Regions from separate parts of the Mus musculus genome. Here regions 2 and 3 are each linked to region 1. The links are chromatin contacts, called in public HiChIP or PLAC-seq maps. All regions are on one chromosome and are shown on one strand. Each heading gives the region's core, a stretch centred on a gene start, on an enhancer-like site or on the middle of the called end of the contact. The rest is flanking DNA. Distances are from core to core; before and after follow the strand shown.

Evidence for each region. HiChIP or PLAC-seq counts read pairs in DNA pulled down with a chosen protein or histone mark.
Region 2: an HNF4G HiChIP or PLAC-seq map of pancreatic cancer cells shows a contact between it and region 1. The contact joins the promoter of Lypla2 here to the promoter of Ncmap in region 1. A contact is called at or near these places in 3 of 115 datasets of contacts at active chromatin or transcription factors (astrocytes, memory CD8 T cells and pancreatic cancer cells).
Region 3: a FOXA1 HiChIP or PLAC-seq map of pancreatic cancer cells shows a contact between it and region 1. The contact joins the promoter of E2f2 here to the promoter of Ncmap in region 1. A contact is called at or near these places in 1 of 115 datasets of contacts at active chromatin or transcription factors (pancreatic cancer cells) and 1 of 9 other capture datasets (embryonic stem cells).

What each region holds. Positions count from the first base shown.
Region 1 is chr4:135,396,696-135,400,326 of GRCm38.p6, reverse strand. It overlaps Ncmap (noncompact myelin associated protein), which reads left to right and starts at 2,100. Exons shown (of 5, transcript NM_145555.2): 1 at 2,100-2,444.
Region 2 is chr4:135,970,631-135,974,059 of GRCm38.p6, reverse strand. Lypla2 (lysophospholipase 2) reads left to right here and starts at 1,466. Exons shown (of 10, transcript NM_011942.1): 1 at 1,466-1,542; 2 at 3,095-3,200; 3 at 3,421-3,429. The coding sequence starts at 3,123.
Region 3 is chr4:136,170,265-136,173,581 of GRCm38.p6, reverse strand. It overlaps E2f2 (E2F transcription factor 2), which reads right to left and starts at 1,308. Exons shown (of 7, transcript NM_177733.7): 1 at 544-1,308. The coding sequence starts at 801.

The sequences.
Region 1 (3,631 bases), core at 851-3,350:
ACATAAGATAAAAGTAAATATTTTAAAAAAGAAAAAACTGGGGGAAAGAAAGGGTCTGTCTCTATGTCCCTTCATTATAGGAGTGTGAGAACTTGTTCTGATGTGGTATGTTAGGGGAGAAAGGAAGAGATGGACAGAGATACAGAAGATAGGAGGACCATAAACAGATCTCTCAGAGGGAACTGTGTGTGTGTGTGTACACTTCTTTTTTTGTTTGTTTGTTTGTTTTGTTTTGTTTTTCGAGACAGGGTTTCTCTGTGTAGCCCTGGCTGTCCTGGAGCTCACTTTGTAGACCAGGCTGGCCTCGAACTCAAAAATCCGCCTGCCTCTGCCTCCCGAGTGCTGGGATTAAAGGCGTGCGTCACCACGCCCGGCGTGTGTACATTTCTCTCTGGCTCTATGAATAAATATAAATGTCCCCAGCCTGCCCATCACCTGAAGCACCTCATTTCTAGTCCTTGCCATAGTAGCACGGAGCTGAAGACACATAGCCATAGCCATAGCCACACCTGTCTTGGAATTAGTAAACAATGGATCAGAATTTGAACCCAAGGCCATCTAACAACTGAGATCTTGTACCCATACCCAGAAGAGGATCTGGAAACATCCCAGAATGTCCCTAAGAGACCCTACTCTAGTTCAGAGCCAGGAGTGCCCCCTACCTTGCCCTCCTCCATCATGTGTGGCCACTCCGTCTTTGGTGAGGCAGTGAATCATGCATGGTATTGTCTAACAGCATGTGTCAACAAACCCACGACGGAGTTTCCTATCAAAGTACAAGTAACTCTTCCATGGCTCTTGCTCCTTCGCCCGCTTGCTGTGTGAGACTGAGTAACTGCTAGATCCTTGGACTTCCATTCACAGCTGCGATTGAACCATTGTTGGGAATTGCGCTGCCAACTGTAAGTCATCAATAAATTCTTTTACTATATAGAGACTATCCGTAAGTTCTGTGACTCTAGAGAACCCTGACTAATACAGAAGTTGCTTCACACTGAGCCATGGAAGCAACTCAGGGGCGCTCGGTCCAGACCCAGTCACTTCCTGGCTCTACTCCCAGTCTGCCACTTTACCTTCTGGGGACCTGAGGCCCACCTTGTCTTCCTGGTACTTCATTTCCCTGTTTATACAAGGATCTCTTAAATCTGGTTGTGAGCCTACCGTGTGCTGGAGAGACCGTGTGGCACCCGGAGACCGTGAAGATGCGCACAGCCTAGTTGAAAGTGGGAGTGCTGTTTTTTATTTTCGTTGGTGAAGCAATAATTCTTTTTTTTAAAAAAAGATTTTATTTATTATAAATAAGTACACTGTTGCTGTCTTCAGACACACCAGAAGAGGGCGTCAGATCTCATTACAGGTGGCTGTGAGCCACCATTTGGTTGCTGGGATTTGAACTTCGGAATAGCAGTCAGTGCTCTTAACCGCTGAACCATCTCACCAGCCCAATAATTCTTTTTTTAAATTTTGTGTGTGCATGTGTTCATGTGGGAGGGGATGGAGTTAGAAGCAATCGTGCCTTTCCTGATGTGGGTGCTGGGAACTGAACTTATGTTAAGCTCATCTTCTAAGCCCACCCCACCCTCCGTGCTAACTTTTAGGCAGGAAACAGGGAATTTTCTCACGCTTGCTAGGCAAGCACTTTACCCACTGACCCATGCTAGCTGAAACGTACTATGTTTTCGGAGCCAGCCTTGAACTTGCAGCAATCCCCTTGCCTCTGCTGCCTGTGTACTACTAGAAAATTAGTTTCTAATCACGCTCAGGAGGAATTTCTGTCACCTGTAAACTGCCAGTCCTCTGGTCCTCGGATCCCACAGCTGGTCCACACTTTCACTCCATCAGCTCGCTTCATCCGATTCAGCTCTCCGTCAACGCGAGGTCCCTTCCTCCTCTTTTGTCTTCTCACAATTCCAACCTGGAAGAAGTGGGTGCGGGGGGGTGCCAGACCTGAAGTCCCCTGAGCGGCAGGAGGAGAGAGCGACGTGGGGACACTGCGGGCGGGGCGGGAGCGCTGGGCAGGTGATGGGGGAGGGTGGTCACTAGTTGGGAGGGATGGGGCGGGACAGGACCCGGAGGCGACAGCGGCGGCTGCAAGAGGCGGGGCTGGGGTGTGGAGCAGGTAGGGCGCAGGGCACGGAACGCGGGGGCTTGGAAGGACAGCGCACAGGGGCTCAGGCCCGCGGAAGATAGCTCTCCGGACCCCCAGGGGTCCCCAGCCTGGCGCGCGCCTTGGCGTGAGCCGGTAGCTGAAAGGTCAGCAACATCTCCCGGTTGTCTGCAGACACCGGTGCACAGAGGTGTTCAGGGTGCAAGCTGAGAAGCACCCCGAAGCTGGGTGCATTCGGGGCTACATCTCTGGCATGCGGAAAGCTGGTGGTTTCCTTGTCCGCTCCTACGAAGTCACAGGGAGCGACCTGGACTCCCGGAAGAAAAGCCTACGAGAGGTAGGAGCCTTGAACTCCCCTCCCCCTCGGGTCCTGAGCTCTCCTGGTTTATAAACTGGGCATCCAGGAGAGCACGCTCCTTCCGAGGCCCCAGGAGCTGTGCAGTCCAATGAGACCAGCACCCGGAAAAGGGGCCCGGGCTCGTACCAGAGTCAATAAGCGAGATGTTGAATCAGCCGCTCCTTGATAGTGGGAGATTCCAGTCCCGGGTACCTTGAGGTGGAAGGAAATGGATTCCTGCCTCCAAAGGGGCTGGGTGGGGAAGCTCTGGGGTGCGGGAGGAAGATTCTTCTTGGAAGAGGGGTTGGGGGATTTGAGAAGCTGCGAAAGGAGCAAAGAAGCCGGAGTGGAGTGGTACCCAATCCGAGTCTCCGCCTCGGCCTGGCTGGCTGTCGCCTTGAGGCAGCCTCTTCTTACCAATTCGGTTTCTTGTACCTAAGTGAAACTTTCTTGTATCTAAACGAACCGGTGATTTGATTTTATGTAAGCTATTCCTTTTTGCCAGACTGGCTCCTTGGGGCCAGGGACTGTGTCTGGTTCACAATTGCCTCACCAGCTCCAGTAAAGCTGGGCTCGTAGTTAAACCAGGGGCTTAAGAGTGGCAGCAGCATTGTGGAGCGTGGTGGCGCACACCTTTAATCCCAGCACTTGGGAGGCAGAGGCAAGCGGATTTCTGAGTTTGAGGCCAGCCTGGTCTACAAAGTGAGTTCCAGGACAGCCAGGGCTACACAGAGAAACCCTGTCTCGAAAAACCAAAACAAAAAACAAAACAAAACAAAAAAGAGTGGCAGCATCGGGTGGAGCTGGGCACCTCCTGGTGTGTGTGGTGAGCAGGCACAGGCGGCTGAGCTGGGCTTGAAGATAGGCTCCCCTGGTCTCTGTGGTTGGGATTGCCCACCTAATTCCTAATTCTCCAACTGGACTCATATCACCACCTGAACTGTAGCTCAGGCTGGACACAGGCTTGTATATAACAGCAGTAAACACTATCCCGAGCCTGTCTGGTTCTGGTGACCTCCAGGTGGCCATGTGATAACATGAGTAGCAAAGATCTGACGAGGATTGAGGCTGGTGGGAGTGCGGGCATCCAGAGGGACAGAGACAGGGACACGGTCCCCCAGAAAGGCAAGGTCAAGGCCTCTTGTAGCACTTACTTGGGTCTTGCTTATGCCTGTAATTTCAGTACT
Region 2 (3,429 bases), core at 217-2,716, 570 kb before region 1:
GCCACTGTGGCTCATGTGAAGAAAGTACAGGGGCTGTATTCATCCACGGACCAACCCAGCAGGGTTCTGCAGGCACTGGGGCTGGTTAGCTGTGTTGCTTTCTTCTCGGTTTTTATTCCTCTTTCTTTTGTGATATCCGTTTCTAGGTCTTTGGCTTGCTGTGGTCCCTTGATCTCCATATTCTAAGCACCATCCCATGACCTGAATACAAGAACAAGCTGCTTCTCTGTCAGGAGGGAGGTGTTTTTGTTGATTGCCCAAGCTTGTATTGCTTTGGGTTCGCAGGGTGGGAAAAAAACAAAACCAAACAAAAAAACTAGTGTAGGTTAATCTGGAAGTCCTCTGCAGCTGAGGGGACCCCTGTGACTCATTTCCTGTTTTCTGGTCCCTAAAGGTTCTCTACAATTCAGTCCTTCAATTCAGCTTGTCTCTCAGCCTGGACTCCAAGTCCAATTTTCACTTTACCAGTGTGACTCAGTGGTGACCAAATGAAGCCCTTTTGTTCTTAGCTCACAGCTGGTGGCATTTTGTGCAGCCTGCAAGGCATCACTTGTCAAGGACAGTGCCGAGCCAACCCTGCCAGTGTGTCAGTATCCTGATACGGCCTACGGACTTTCCCAGGGTCCTTCTTCAAGTGGGTAAGGCCTCTCACACTGTGATTTTAGTGTTCAAAGCAAGTTTACGTGGCCTCCTTGAAGCTTAACAGCAAAGTGATGAAATAGCAGGTGGTTATTATCATTTTATAGCTGAGGAAGCCGGTCAGGAAAGAGAGATCACAGTGTAATCTTGAGGTCGATATATATTTACTTCCTTCCCCAAGCCTTAGCTTCCTCATCTTTAAAGATAAGAGTGGAGGACGGGGTGAACTCAGGTCTTTTCAGGTCAGGGTGTATAATGCTACAGCTTGAGAAACAGTATGGAGGGTAAACAAGAAGCAAGACGAATAAAGAGACAAATCTAAAGTACGACAGGAGACGTGTGGCTAAAAGCATTCACCAGTTTTGAGAGGGAAGCCAATCTCTGAGACTTCACAGAGTTCCACTAAAGTAACCATTTCACTACCTAAGCATACGATACTGCGCACTGGAGACCTAAGCAGTGAACTGTATCTTAATGAAACAAGACAGTGGGGAACATCCAAGACCACACCTGGAAGTGCACCCTGCTCCACGGGGATGGGAAGACGGCTAACTTTATGCTAAACAATACTGAGGAATGCCTCTCCTCCAGGACGCAGGTCCACCAGGAGGGCTTAGCTGGTAGGACATCTGGGAATCCAGTGCCATGTCCAGACGCTGTAGGTGGCAGCGTCGCATCACAGGGAGTGGTCCCACTGTGGGCAACATGGCAGCTTCTACCTGGAAAGCCGGACTCGCTTCCGGGTTCCGTACTGCTGGCCGGGCTACTTCCGGCAGCAGGATGGCTGGGTTCCCGGGACTGGAACGGAAGTTCCGGCGGGGGCGGCCGAGGGGGAAGAGTGTGTGCCTGTGCGGGAGAAAGGGGAGAATCGCCCGAACGGTCTCGGAAGCCACTGGGAGTGAGGTATCCAGGCGTTCGCTCAGCGAGGCTGCGAGGGTCCCGGGGTGGCGGTGGGGAGTGGCCGGAGGGCGCTGTCCAGTCCCGGGACGGCCGGGCCAGGGGCTGCGCGCGTGGCGGGAGAGCGGCTGCGCGCTGGGCAGTGGGAGACCCCATTGTGGGGCGGAGGCTTTCCAGGGTCAATGCCCCTTTGTGGGCAGGTGCGAGCCGTGGGGCAAGGCAGCAAATGCCACCGTAGGGATGTGATGACCCTGGCTCAGAACCCAAGTTCCCACTGTGGAGAATGGGAGACGACGGTCATCCTTTGGAGAGTGGGAGCCGGGTGGAGTGGGAGTCCCCAGAGCTTAGAAGGAAGGGGATCCTAGCTTAGGGTGTCAGGTGCATTCCCTGTGGAAAGAGGAACCCCAGAGTCAGAGGTGTGGAAAGATGCTATGTGATCATCCTACCGTGAGGAGGGGCAGTCAGGGTCAGAGCTGGAAGGTGGGAGCCAGCGGGAGGGCGGGGCGCCCTTAAGACACTTCAGAGGCAGGTAGCACAAGCTTCCGGAGTTTGGAGGATGCTAAGGATGGGGAGGGGCCAGGCAGCCTGATATTCTTTTGTGTTGGGAGTCCCAACACCTGTTCATTTGGGGACCCGTTTGGAGTCAGTGACAGCAGCAACAGCAGGTAGCCTTGTGGAACTGGGAAAGCTTAGAGCACCAGTTTTTGGTAGAAGATGGCAGAAAGGAGTTTGGCTCTCATGGGACATGGGTGGCTTCCAGAGGCCTCGGGAATTTCTTACTGAGCCAGACAGCTGAGAAGACTGGATAGGGGCTGGATAGGAGGGGAGGAGAGGGAAGATGGATAAGATGGGATGTGGGTGGGACTGAAAGCCTGTTTCCAGCGGTTTTCCTCCAGCTCTCTCTAGGGGCAGGACTCAGGGAAGGGGAATTCCAGGAAAGGGACACCTGAGACCTTGGAAAGATGCAGTTAGCCTTCGGAGACATAGGGGGAAGGCTACAGGGACCACCCTGCCTTCCCTTGCCCCTACACTTCCAACCCCTAAACCCAGTGCCAGCCCACCTGTACCATGCTTAGGCTTTGGGATTGGGTCAGAAACCAGGCGTGCCAGTTCTAGACCAAGTTCTCCTTCTCAGCCTTGGGATGGAGACTTCTTTCTTTCCTTTCTTCCTTCCTTCCTTTCTTTCTTTCTTTTTTTAATTATTTGGTTTTATGCACTTTGGTGTTGTGTCTGCATGTATGGCTGTATGAGGATGTCAGATCCCCTGGAACTGGAGTTACAGACAGTTGCGAGCTGCCATGTGGGTGCTGGGAATTGAACCCTGGTTCTCTGGAAGAGCAGCCAAGGCTCTTAACCGCTGAACCATCTCTCTCCGGTTCCCTGGGGCCAACTTTCTACCCCTCTGCCTGAGATTTCTTTCTGCCTTTACTTTCTCTCTGCTCAGAATCAAACCCCTGTTACTGCCCAAGGCTGAAGGCCTCCGGGCGGGCTTCTTAAACCAGGAAGGCTTCTCTCCCCTGGCTTTGCTTCTAATCTACGACTACCTTCTCTTGTGTAGGCCCAGCCTGCAGGAAGCCCTGCAGTGTATGTGTGGTAACACCATGTCTGTGCCCCTGCTCACCGACGCAGCCACCGTGTCTGGAGCTGAGCGGGAAACGGCCGCGGTAAGGGGCCAGCCAGGTGGTGGGTGACGGCTGGCTTTGGGCAATGTGGGAAACATGGAGGAGGCTATATGAGAAGGGTTTAGCCTGAAGCTAGAAGGGTTAATCATCTGTTGGCTCCCACCCCGGATCCTCTGGGTCTGAGGGGCTGGGGGAGTGGTAAGCTGGAGTGGGAGGTCTAAGGGGGACCTGCCTGTCTCATTTCTGACTGTTTTTTTCCCAGGTTATTTTT
Region 3 (3,317 bases), core at 59-2,558, 770 kb before region 1:
GTCCATCTGAACAGGAAACCCAAGAGACGGACTACATTTGCATTGCTACTGGCTATTTCGGACGATGAGCAGGCTGTGGGGAGGACCTGAGGACAACACTTGAGAAGGAGCTGGCTAGACAACTCTGGTCCAGATACCAGGCTGGACCAGAGACCTGGGAGACCTATGCGGATTTAAAGTCACCAGGAAATCCCACAGGCCAAGCCCCTGGCCTGAAAAAGCAGGTGTTGGTTCTGGCGTAAACAATGAAAGAATGAATGAACTTAAGCATCGTCGATGCCTTGGAAGCTTCCTCAAGGTCACGCAGGCGCTAGGGGCACTGGGCTAGGTCTCCAGGCTCCCCTGACCAGTGCTCATTGCAGTCCGCGACAGCAGGCGAGATTACTTCACGGAGTCGGAAAATGAAAGGGTTCTCTCTACTGCCAGTCCCGCTTCCCCACCTCAACCAGCTGTAATCAAGCCGTAGGGCGTCCCAAGCACCCTCTCTCCTTTTTCCCCACCCAGACACGTATACGGGAAGTACAGGGGGTCCCCCAGCATTACCGGCAGCCGGCCTGCGGGTGCACATCGCACAATTTGGCCCTCGGGTCCGTGGGGAGTGGCGTCGAGGCAGGTGCCCAGCGCCACAGAGGAAGGCACCGTCTGCGTGTAAAGCGAAGTGTAGTAGGTGGTGGCGGTGGTGGCCGGGCAGAGCTGGGGGCTGCTCAGACCCGAAGGCCACAGCTCGGTGGGGTTCAGCGCCGGCAAGCTCTTTGTAGGTTGCGCCGTGGCCGGAGCCAGGGTCCGCGGCGCGCGCAGCATGGCGAGTGCGGCGCCCCCTACCCACTCGGGTCTGGCGCGCGCGCGCGGGGCACCTGCGGGCTTTGCAGCCGGCTGCACCGCGGACGCCGGGAGCAGCCGCCAATGGACGCCCGCCGGGCAAGGCCGGACCCTCCCCTCCTGGCCCGCCGCCCAGCGCTGCCGAGCTCGGAGATCGCCACTCGGAGATCGCGTGGCACAGGTGGCACTGCCAGGAGTTGGCCCGGTCCGGCTCGTGCCCCGAATATCTGGGCGTCCGGAGTCGCGCCCGTGCGTGAAAGCGTCCCGGAATGCCCACGGACCCCGCGGACACTCGTGTGCTCTGACCCGCGAAGGGTGTCCTGTGCGCCCTGCTGAGCTCTGCGTTCACCCCTCTAGTTCCCGTCCCTTGCTTGGACTCCTTTTTCTTTTCTTTCTTCTTTTTTCTTTCTTTTTCTTTTTTTTTTCTTTTTTTTTTTTTTTAGCGCCAAACTATATGCCGCCAAATTCGGATCTCCCGCGGAAAATGCCGCGCCTCGATTGGCTGCTACAATATATATAGGCTCCTCCCACCCACCCACCCCCGGAAAGGCTTAGTCTAAGAAACAGCGATTACGACAGGAGCTTAGTGGCTTAAAGGGGCCGCGACATCTGCTGACTTCAGCGTCCTCTTGTAACAGTAGGCGAAACTGAGGCAGGAGGTGCATCTGGAACACCCAGCATAAGGACCAACAGTACAGCGAAGAGCGCTGAGGAGCGGACCTCTTTTCCTTGGGGGTGGGGCCAAACATTGAAAGAGAGTCAGAGTCGGGACCTGAGTCTTGACCCTCAAGTGCATTTCCCTGGCCACAAAACCTTTTGTTTTCGCTTTGTTGCTTAGTTAGGTTAAATCATTTATTAATATATTAATTAATATAACCAATATGTCCTCTTTCTCTTCAAATGAAACCCAGGAACCTGTTCCTCCAGGCTTTAATTGGCAGAGGGGCAGGGAAGGGTGGCGCCTCCCTTTTATGTTTTTCTTCAGGAAAAAAACTAACCTCTATTGAGCGCCTACTGTACGCCCGTACAGTACACTAAGATTAGACCATTATATATGTTATGTTGTTTAATTTATCCCATCAATCCGGAGAAGTGGGATGGGTAAGACCAGGGAGTCGGAGGGGCGGGATATTGTGCCTCGGGTCATTCACAGATTCGCTGATCTGAGAATTGGCAGTCAAATGTAGGACAGTCCAGGTCGGGAGTCTTTGTTCTAGTAAAGAGCTCCTTTCCACTCTCCCAAACTCTGCCCCGCCCTTGACAGGCACAGCGTGGGTGAGGGTCCAGAGTTTGTCAGGTCATTTTCCCCAACAGGACCCAGCACTCTTCCTTCCTGAATCAAACACCTCCAGGTTTCTTCTACACAAATTTTTGTTTGTTTGTTTTTGTTTTTGTTTTTGTTTTTGTGAGACAGGGTTTCTCGGTGTAGCCCTGGCTGTCCTGGAACTCACTTTGTAGACCAGGCTGGCCTCAAACTCAGAAATCCACCTGCCTCTGCCTTCCAAGCACTGGGGTTAAAGGCGTGCGCCACCATTGACCGGCCTAAACAATTATTTTACCACAACAGGAGGGGGGGTGGGCTGAGTCCCCGTGTTAAGACCTGATCAGATCATCACAAACCAGGTAGCCCAGGCTTTCTCTTCGACATTCTTAATTCACATCCAGTCCCCTAACCCTTTTGTGAAAGCTGTTTGACAAGATTTCTTCTCCATTCTCTGGGTCTTTTTTTTTTTTCTCTCTCTCTCTCATTCCTTATGTCGGAGTCACAGAGAAATCTCATGGCACAGTATATGCAAAGCCTTCGGCACAGAGCTTGGTCCATGAGAATCGACAGCTGTTGCTATATCAGACTTGATCTGGAATACACAGGCCTCTTTAGTCTACAGTAGACCACCAAGAGGTGGTGACACATGACTTTAATGCCAGCATGTGAGAGGCAGAGGCAGGTAGATTTCTGAGTTCAAAGACAGCCTGGTCTACTGAGTGAGTTCCAGGACAGCCAGGGTTATACTGTCTTGAAAAACCAATAAACAAATAAACAAACAAACAAAAAATAGTCTGCTATTTCACTGGTCCCTTAAGTCCCAGCTTAAACTTCTCCTCCTCCCGGAAGCCTTCCCTGCCTGTTTGCCCTCTCTCACCCTGAAGGCCTTTACTCTTTGAACGTTTATTGTGGTTTGCCTCAAGCAAGACTTGGCTTTCTTGCCTTGTAAATCATTGCTTTCTATCTAAGTTTTTTTCAATGCTCTCAGTCAAGTCTCTCTCTGAATGAGGCCTGGCTTGGCATGCAGAAGGTGGATAATAAGTGTTACGACTTGCTTGTGTGTCCGGCAAAGAGAGGCAATAGTGAGTGAGATTTGAAATCAGAAAGTCTAGGGATCCCTCACAAAGTCCTGCCCACTACGTCCTAGCTGAACAGCCCTGGGCAGGTCAGCTGTGGGGCCACCTCTCGGAACCTCCATTCCCTCAACCACCCAATACAGAGAAAGCTGCTACTC